Regions from separate parts of the Sus scrofa genome. Here all the other regions are linked to region 1. The links are chromatin contacts, called in public HiChIP or PLAC-seq maps. All regions are on one chromosome and are shown on one strand. Each heading gives the region's core, a stretch centred on a gene start, on an enhancer-like site or on the middle of the called end of the contact. The rest is flanking DNA. Distances are from core to core; before and after follow the strand shown.

The links. HiChIP or PLAC-seq counts read pairs in DNA pulled down with a chosen protein or histone mark.
Region 2: an H3K27ac HiChIP or PLAC-seq map of alveolar macrophages shows a contact between it and region 1. The contact joins the promoter of KMT5B here to the promoter of CHKA in region 1. A contact is called at or near these places in 2 of 5 promoter capture datasets (both in liver), 2 of 47 Hi-C or Micro-C datasets (embryonic fibroblasts and liver) and 2 of 2 datasets of contacts at active chromatin or transcription factors (alveolar macrophages and skeletal muscle).
Region 3: a contact with region 1 is called in an H3K27ac HiChIP or PLAC-seq map of alveolar macrophages. The contact joins the promoter of NDUFS8 here to the promoter of CHKA in region 1. A contact is called at or near these places in 1 of 5 promoter capture datasets (liver), 3 of 47 Hi-C or Micro-C datasets (heart right ventricle and liver) and 2 of 2 datasets of contacts at active chromatin or transcription factors (alveolar macrophages and skeletal muscle).

What each region holds. Positions count from the first base shown.
Region 1 is chr2:4,787,238-4,789,767 of Sscrofa11.1, forward strand. CHKA (choline kinase alpha) reads left to right here and starts at 1,271. Exons shown (of 13, transcript XR_002341423.1): 1 at 1,271-1,848.
Region 2 is chr2:4,709,276-4,711,805 of Sscrofa11.1, forward strand. KMT5B (histone-lysine N-methyltransferase KMT5B) reads left to right here and starts at 1,261. Exons shown (of 11, transcript XM_021082731.1): 1 at 1,261-1,663. It overlaps LOC102162815 (a long non-coding RNA gene), which reads right to left and starts at 1,045. Exons shown (of 4, transcript XR_301556.3): 1 at 1-1,045.
Region 3 is chr2:4,866,129-4,868,658 of Sscrofa11.1, forward strand. NDUFS8 (NADH dehydrogenase [ubiquinone] iron-sulfur protein 8, mitochondrial) reads right to left here and starts at 1,264. Exons shown (of 7, transcript XM_003122434.3): 1 at 1,020-1,264; 2 at 28-91. The coding sequence starts at 1,100. It also overlaps a transcript of ALDH3B1 not described here.

The DNA of each region.
Region 1 (2,530 bases), core at 21-2,520:
TCAGCGTTTCCAGCATCCAACGGGACTGGTCTCCGCGGCCTCTCTCCAAAGCCTCTGGACGGCTCCCAGCTCCCTCCAGTTCAATGTCCAGGCCCACCTCCACAGCTGTCTGGACAAAAGCCCCCTTTCATCACAATCCTTTTGTTCAATAAGCCCATTTTTCTTGGAGCAAGTTCAGCCAAGTACCCGCTGCTTAGCAGACCTGTTTTCTTCCCCAGCACTGTGAAATCCCCTCACAGAAGCCGTTTCCTGTATGCTAGGCCCTGAATTTCCGAAGCAGCCAGGGGAACCTCCTCTAGTCCCAGCTCATGGCCAGTAAAAGAGGATCTGTCATTTTCAAATGTATCCCTACTCCATTTACTTTCAGAAAGGACTGGGGCGGCGGGGTGCGAGCTGAGTGAGGGACCTGGGGTGGTAAACGTGATAAATGGAGCAGGGGGCCCTCGCACCCGCCTCCGCGGGCAAAGGTGCTTCAGTCACAGTCAGGGGGCTGCCTCCTGCGCGGGGGCGGGCGGACGGGGCGGCATCCACAAAGCCAGCAGGCCGCAGCACTCACCTTTGGCCAGTGTTCAGGGAGGCTGCGGGGATGCCGCCCCGCTCGCCCCAAGGTTCGAGGCCCCGGCGTCCTCAGCACCACGGACAGGGAAACTGAGGCTGCAGAAGCCGTCACAGGGCTGGGCCGGCTGTGCGGCCTTGAACCAGTCGCCTCTTCTCTCTTTTTGACCTGGGAACAATAATTTCTCAGGCTCCAGCTAGGACAGGGCGTGGTCGCGCCTCCCAGGGAGCTGAACCGGCGCTGTTAAATGTTATAAAAACACACATATGGAGCTGCAGAAGGAGGTGCCTCGCCCCAAGGTCACGCGGAGAGAGAAGCCAGCCTCCTGGCACCAGCTTCCTGCCTGTCCCCCCCCCGCCAGGCCCCCGCCTCTGATGTCTTGCAGGTTTCGAGGGGTTCAAGCACAGTTGCAGCCTCCAAGGTCAAGCTCGGGCTCCTCTGAGGCTCAGGGCCACCCCGCCTGCCCGCCCTCGGGGAGCCCCCACACCACGTTAGCTTTCTCCATCCCCGGCGCCCCGGGTCCCGCTCCACGCCCCGCCTCCCGCAAGGCCCCGCCTCCCGCGGCCGCCGCACCCGGGTCGGGGTGGGGGCGGGGGCGGTGTGCTGCCGCCGCAGCCAATGGGGAGGCGGCGTGGCGAGGGCGGAGGCGGTTGTGATGCGCTGGGCCGGCGGGCGGCGGCCAATCAGCGGCGAGCCCGAGGGCGGGCTGTGACGCGGCCGGCGGTCCTCGTGCGGCGGCGGTATAGGAGCGAGCGCCACGGCGAGCAGGTCCAGCCGAGAGCTACCGCCGTCCGCCGCTCGCTGCCTCCGCACCGCCGCCGCCCCCGGCCTGCCCGTCAGCAAGCGGGTGAGCGGCCTCCACGCTCGGCCTCCGGGAGGGGGCCGTCCGGCCGGACCCTGAGCCTCGCCCTCTCTCGCTGCGGCCGACCGCGCCTCCTCGGCCGCCTGCCCGGCATGAAGACCAAGTTCTGCAACGGGGGCGAGGCGGAGCCCTCGCCGCTCGGGCTGCTGCTGAGCTGCGGCAGCGGCAGCGCGGCCCCGGGGCCCGGCGTGGGGCAGCAGCGCGACGCCGCCAGTGACCCGGAGCCCAAGCAGCTGGGCGGGCGGCAGCCGCCGCTCGCGCTGCCCCCGCCGCCGCCGCCGCCGCTGCCGCTGCCCCCGCCGCCGCCGCCGCCGGCGGACGAGCAGCCCGAGCCCCGGACGCGGCGCAGGGCCTATCTGTGGTGCAAGGAGTTCCTGCCCGGCGCCTGGCGGGGCCTCCGCGAGGACCAGTTCCACATCAGTGTCATCAGGTCGGTGGCGGCCGCGCGCGGGGCGGGCGGGCGGGCGGGCTGCGCGGCTGCGGTCAGGTGACGCTGGCCGGGGGCGGGGCGGGAGGCCGGGCCGGGCACGGGGGCGCGGGCCGGGCGGGGGGCAGCGCGGCCCTCGAAAGGCACCTTTCCCGAGCCCTTGTGAAATCCGAGCCCAGTCCCGCGCAACGGGCCCCGCGGCCACCAAGACCCTCCGGAAGGCAGGCTGTTGAAAAAATACCGGTTTCGTGGGAAAACAGGTCTCTTCTCAGGAGGACAATACTGATGGATCACAAAGTACTTTTTGTAGAGAGCCTGAAAATATGCAAGTGTTTTTGCGGTTTAGGGCCCTGAATGAAGGAGGGATGTTGTGGCAGGCTTAAAAAAATATGCCTTGGTAACTTTGACTTCTAGTTGCTCAAGTCCATGATTTGAATTTCTTTTTTTTTTCCCACTGAAAGAGACATTTGTTGGTGGTGAAGGGGTGACATTCGCTCCTTCCCCACTGACACTGTTCAGACGTGTAGGTGTGTTACTAGCCAAAATTAGGATGTGTGGCTCCAGAAGTTACTAGGAGTAAGGTAGAAAAATCACCCCCCCCCCTCGTTTAGGCTTAAAAAATCAATCATAAGTTTAAATTACAAAAAAAAGTAGGTGTGTACCTATTCAGATTTCTTAAGGAAAA
Region 2 (2,530 bases), core at 11-2,510, 78 kb before region 1:
AGGGGGAGGAATAATGAGGTTCCTCGGCCCACAGTCCGTGCGGTCACCCACACGCCCCGCGGAACCGTCCTTTCCGGTCGGCCTACTCGGGGCCAGGCCCTGGGGGATGCAGAGGAAGCCAAAGGAGACGTGGGGCTCCTCCGGGAATAGGTGGACCCGCCGGCCCTGCCCGCCTCCTCTCTGCAGGAGCCGCGCTGGGCTTCCCTAAGTTCCGGAAGCGGCGGCGTCTTTAGCAACCCCGCCCCCCCACCCCCGCTCCAGGGCCTTTGCACTTGTTGGGCTCACGTCGCCCAACCGCGCCCTCCTCCGAGCGCCCCTCCGCGTCGGGGGAGACCCTTCGGGCGCCGCCTCCGTGCATCCGCCCGCCGGCGGCAACCTCGACGCCTGCACCTCTCCCCGGAGTGCTGGATGAGGGCGCTGGCCCACGCCCCGATCGGCTCAGAGGTCACCTGCCCTGTCGGTGCCTCAGTTTCCCTACGTATGAACCAGGAAAAGACGGTCCGCTCCTGCTGGGGGTCGTTGTAGGGAGGACGAGAGACGGGGCACCCGGCAGGCAGTAAAGGCTGGTACTCCCGGTCCTCTCGCGATTGTTATTTCTCAGTCATCATCGCCACCTGCGGGCCCCAAGGGCGGGGCTTCGCACGCTCCCCGCACACCTGGCGCGAGTGAGCCTCTCCCCGCAACACCCCGACCCGCCCAAGCTTTCCGGAGGGGCCGCATGCTCGGGGCGGGCACTGCCCAACCAGGGAGGCGGGAAGACCTGTTTCCCGGGAAGCCGGCACACAGTAGGCGCTCAGGCAAGGGGCGGCCGACGCTAGGAAGCCAGTGGCCTGATGAAGGCACGCTCCCTCCCTCCTCCCCGCACACTAGGCGGTGGAGCGCTCAGGCTGCCCACAGGCCTCGAAGGGTGGGTCAGCTTCCAATGACACCCATTCCCACAACAAAGAGGCTCGCCTCCGTGGGGCCGCCTCCCCCCGGCGCAACCCGGAGGCGCCCTGGGCGAGGAGCCCGTCCGTCCCCCCACCCCCACCCCGCTCCCGGGCTGCTCCCGTCCCAGCTCGGGAGTTGTAGCCGGTGGGTGCAGCTGCGCCCGGGAACCAAGGTGGAGGGCAGCCTCGCCGGGACCGGAGCACAACAGGCCTCAGGCTTGAGGGGCGCCTGAGGGGCGCGCGACGACGCCGCCTCCAGCCGCGATTTAAAGGGCAGCTGAGGGGCGGAGGGATCTCCTGCGACTACTCGACACGGATCCCTCCGCCGCGAGCGAGCGAAGCAGGGAGTCGCCTCGTCCGCTCGAAATTCGCTTTTTGTCCCTCCGCCGCGGGAGCACCCGGCGGGGAACTCATTTCTTTCTCGGGTTTCTCCGCCTCCCCCCACCCCCCGTCCCGTAAAAGCAACAGAGGCGGCCGCAGCGGCGCGAGCCCGGAGTGGTGTCCCTCCGCCCGGCCGAGGGCACTTCTTTTCGTGTCCTTCCACCGTTCCCGGGCGGCGTCCGAGCGGCTCACCGGGGGCGGCGACGCGTCTGCGGCGCGGGCGGCGAGGCTCCGGAGCTATGAGGTGAGGGCGCCCGGGCACCGGAGGCGGCACGCGCGGCGCCAGGACCCGGGACGCGGAGCCACCAGGCCAGCGGCTGCCTTTGGAACCCCGAGGCCGCGCGAGAGGCGAGGTGAGGCCCGGGGCGCGGGGGCGCGGGGGCGCGGCGCGGTGGGGGCGGGGGGCTCCGGCCGCCGCGGGGACTCATTTCCCGACAGCGGATGGAGCGGGCGGTGCTGCGGCATGCGCCGCCATCTTGGATTTTACTCTCCATTTTTCTCTGGAATTATTTTTGGTGATTAATTTTCTGGGGGGACGGGGGAGTGGCGCTGGGGAGCGCGGGCCCCCCAGTGCAGCGGCCGGGCGGCGGGGCCTCGACGCGCCCCGAGGAGGAGCGGGCAGCGCCCGGCGGTGAGCGGGGGGCGGGCGTGCGGGGGGCGCCGGGGCGGCGGGCGCGGGCGGCGGCCGGCGGGCTGGGGGCGGGCCGGCGGGCGCGGGGGCGCCGGGCGGGGGCCGGGGCCGGGGCCGCGGGGGGTGGGGGCGGCGACCGGGGGAGGGGCGCGGCGGCGGCGGCGGCGGCGGCGGCGGCGGCGGCGGCGGGCGCGGGGCGCGGGCCCTGCAGTGGGCGCCGCCGCCGGAAGGGAGCGGTAGCGGCCGCCGGGCAGCGCCGGGCCGGCCCGCGGCCGCACGAGGGGAGCAGCCCCGCCGCTCGCGATTGGGGGACTCTGTTTTCCCTCTTCTCCAATGGGCAGCCGTGAACCGTCTCGCCCAATCTGCTCCCTCTGCCGCGCTCCGCTTCGGGCTGTTTTTGTTTGGACTCGAGCCTCCCTTCGGCTCGCCTCCCGGGCCGCTGCTCCGCCCGCGCCGGGCCGCCCTCGAGCGCGGCTGGGGCCTCTGGCCGGGGCTTGTCTCCCGGCGCCCTCGCCCCGCCGGCGCCGCGTCCCGAGCCGAGGCGCTGGTCCTCCCGGGGCGCCTGTCTTCCTTGCGCTTCTCCGAGGGT
Region 3 (2,530 bases), core at 14-2,513, 79 kb after region 1:
AACCCCAGAAAGGCCCCCGAGTCCTACCTGCATGTGCAGCCTGGGCCTGGGCCAGGGCCCGCAGCAGCATGGGCGTGCTCAGGCAGCGCATCTGTGGGGGTGAAAGGGAGGGAGGTGTAGGTGGGTCCCATACAGGGCCCCCCAGACCCCCGCACTCCAGCACTGCAGGAGCCCTGACCCTTGACCCAGCACGACCACGTCATCTTGTCCCCTACTCAACCCCATTCTGATCAGAGGCACAGGCAGCCTTCCCGTTCCCAGGTGTAGCCCCTCCCAGCCTCCAGATGGACGCAGATAACACTGCCAACAGCCTTTACTGAGAGCTCCCTGTGCCAAGCACATTGCTAGGGGTCACGTGCACTGTCACTTTGTCCTCAGGAGGACTCCCACCCACCCCAGAGGGAGGCACAGATGAGAAGCTGCGCTCACTCGTGTGAAGTGACCTGCCCACAGTCACACCTAAGGAGGTGAGACCAGGATGTGAACCCAGACCAGACCCCTCCCTTCACACCTCCAGGCCTCCCCTGCTGGAACCCTTTAAAGGCTCAAATAACCCTCCAGATCAACTCCTTTCCCCAGCATCCAGGCCCTTCTGGAACTGTCTCCCAGCCTGCAGTGACCTTGGGTTTTCTCGTCTGTGAAACGGGAGCTCGACGATGCCAAGGGTTTAGCCCCGGGCCTGGCACTTAGCCTGAGCTCAAAAGTGCCCCTCCCGTGACCTGTGACCTCTACAGGGCCCATTTCTTTGACCGCCGAATTCAGTGACAGGAGCCCAACCCAGCTCCTTCCCCGACCTTCCTCACGACCTCTGACCCCACGGATGCGGGCGGCGCCTGCGCCCTGAGGGTATGGGCCTCTCGATCCGCCCGCTGCACGCTCAAGGGCACGGAGGCTGCGGGTCCTGGGCGGGCCGAGATGAGCCTGGGCGCGGAGCCAGCGGGGCCAGCAGGGGCTCCACACTCGCCCCCGACGCCGCGCTGCCCAGACCTGGCCTTAACAATTGAGCCCCGAACACCCACCTTGAAGCGCTGCCGCTCCTTCCCGTGCGGAGGAGGCCGGTCCACCGAGAGGCGGAGCCTACATTCCTGGGACGCTTCCATTGGGCCGGCTGGCTTTGCCTTTTCCGCGCTGACTCTTCATAGTGTGGTCTGATTGGCTGATGCGGCCAAAAGAGGCGGGATCAAAGACGACCTTTAATCCGATTGGCTAGGGAAGAGCAGGCGCTCGAAGTGCGGTAGAGCGCCGCCGAGCTGGATTCAAGAGGCTGATGAACCGGGACTCCCGGTTCCTTGGAGGCGGGACATCCGAGGCGTGGTTTAGGGAAGCTGCTCCAGTTCTGACTGGGCATCCTGGCCAGAGGTACCCGCCCCCCTCCGCCCCCCCGGCCTCCGCGGGCGGTATGTGATAGCGGGGACGAGAATCTCGGCGCTTGATTACGCGCGGGAGCCGTGCCTGCTCCGGGCTAAAACTTCACCCGAGCGGTTTCATTTAATCCTCACGGAGCCCTGTGTGAAGGAACGATCGTTCTCGCTTTACAGATGGGGAAACTGAGGCACGGGCATGCGTAATTACTTGGTCCAAGCCTTAGAGCTGCTGCGTGTGGCCGCCACAACGGTCTTGGATCTAAACGACTCGGGAGCCCCGTCCCTCAACGGCCACCAAAGCGGTGTTTCCTCCCAGTGACTTGTGCGGCAGAGGGACCCCGGAGGCCGAGAAGATCCCCTAGGTCATCTGGGTCGGAGGGAGTGGAAAGTGGTCAGGGAGGACTTCCTGGAGGAGGTGCCGTCCCAGCAGACAGTAAAGAGGAGTTGGGCAGAACAAGAAGGACCAGAGGATATGCCCAGCGTCAGTGCAGAGGTCTGCCCGAAAAGGAGGACACCTCGAGGGCATTTGAAGAGGACAAGGAGAGGGTGGCACGCATGGGGCCTCCCAGGGACTGTTAAGGGTCCAGACTTGTGGGCCAGAGCACGCCTCTGAAGGGGGTCAGGCTGAGGGCCACGTGGGTACTGCGGAGGAGAAGGGCTGGGTCTGGGCACAGTGATTGCTGTATGGCTCAGGGAAGTTCGGCAGCATTATAGAATCATCTGGAATTGTTCAAAGATGGGATCTGGGAGGTGAGAAGGGAGTATCCAGCAGGAGGCCCAGGAGTTTGGCTCTGGTGGCTGAGTGGAGGGGGACCACGCCAGGGCCTTGGGGCCCAGGAGGATTGGCAGGCAGGGCAGCGTGTGAGTCCAGGCTGGGATATGCTGTGGGGAAGGCACCCAGGGCCAGCCACTTGGGGGACGGGAGCACATCCAGAGCTCCCAAGAGGCGCAAGCTGAAGGGGAGTCCTGCTGCAGGTGTCTCATCAGCTTGAACTGGAGGGACAGGTGGGGGGAGAGACGACGGGGGCAGCCTCACCCACCCAAGTGAGGAGACAGGACACCTGAAGCTTGGAGTCAGCGATTCAGCTCCGAGATTTAATCCTCACAGTGCTGTCTGGAGGTGCTGTTCGCTACCTCCTCTGTACACAGACAGGGAGACAGGCTCA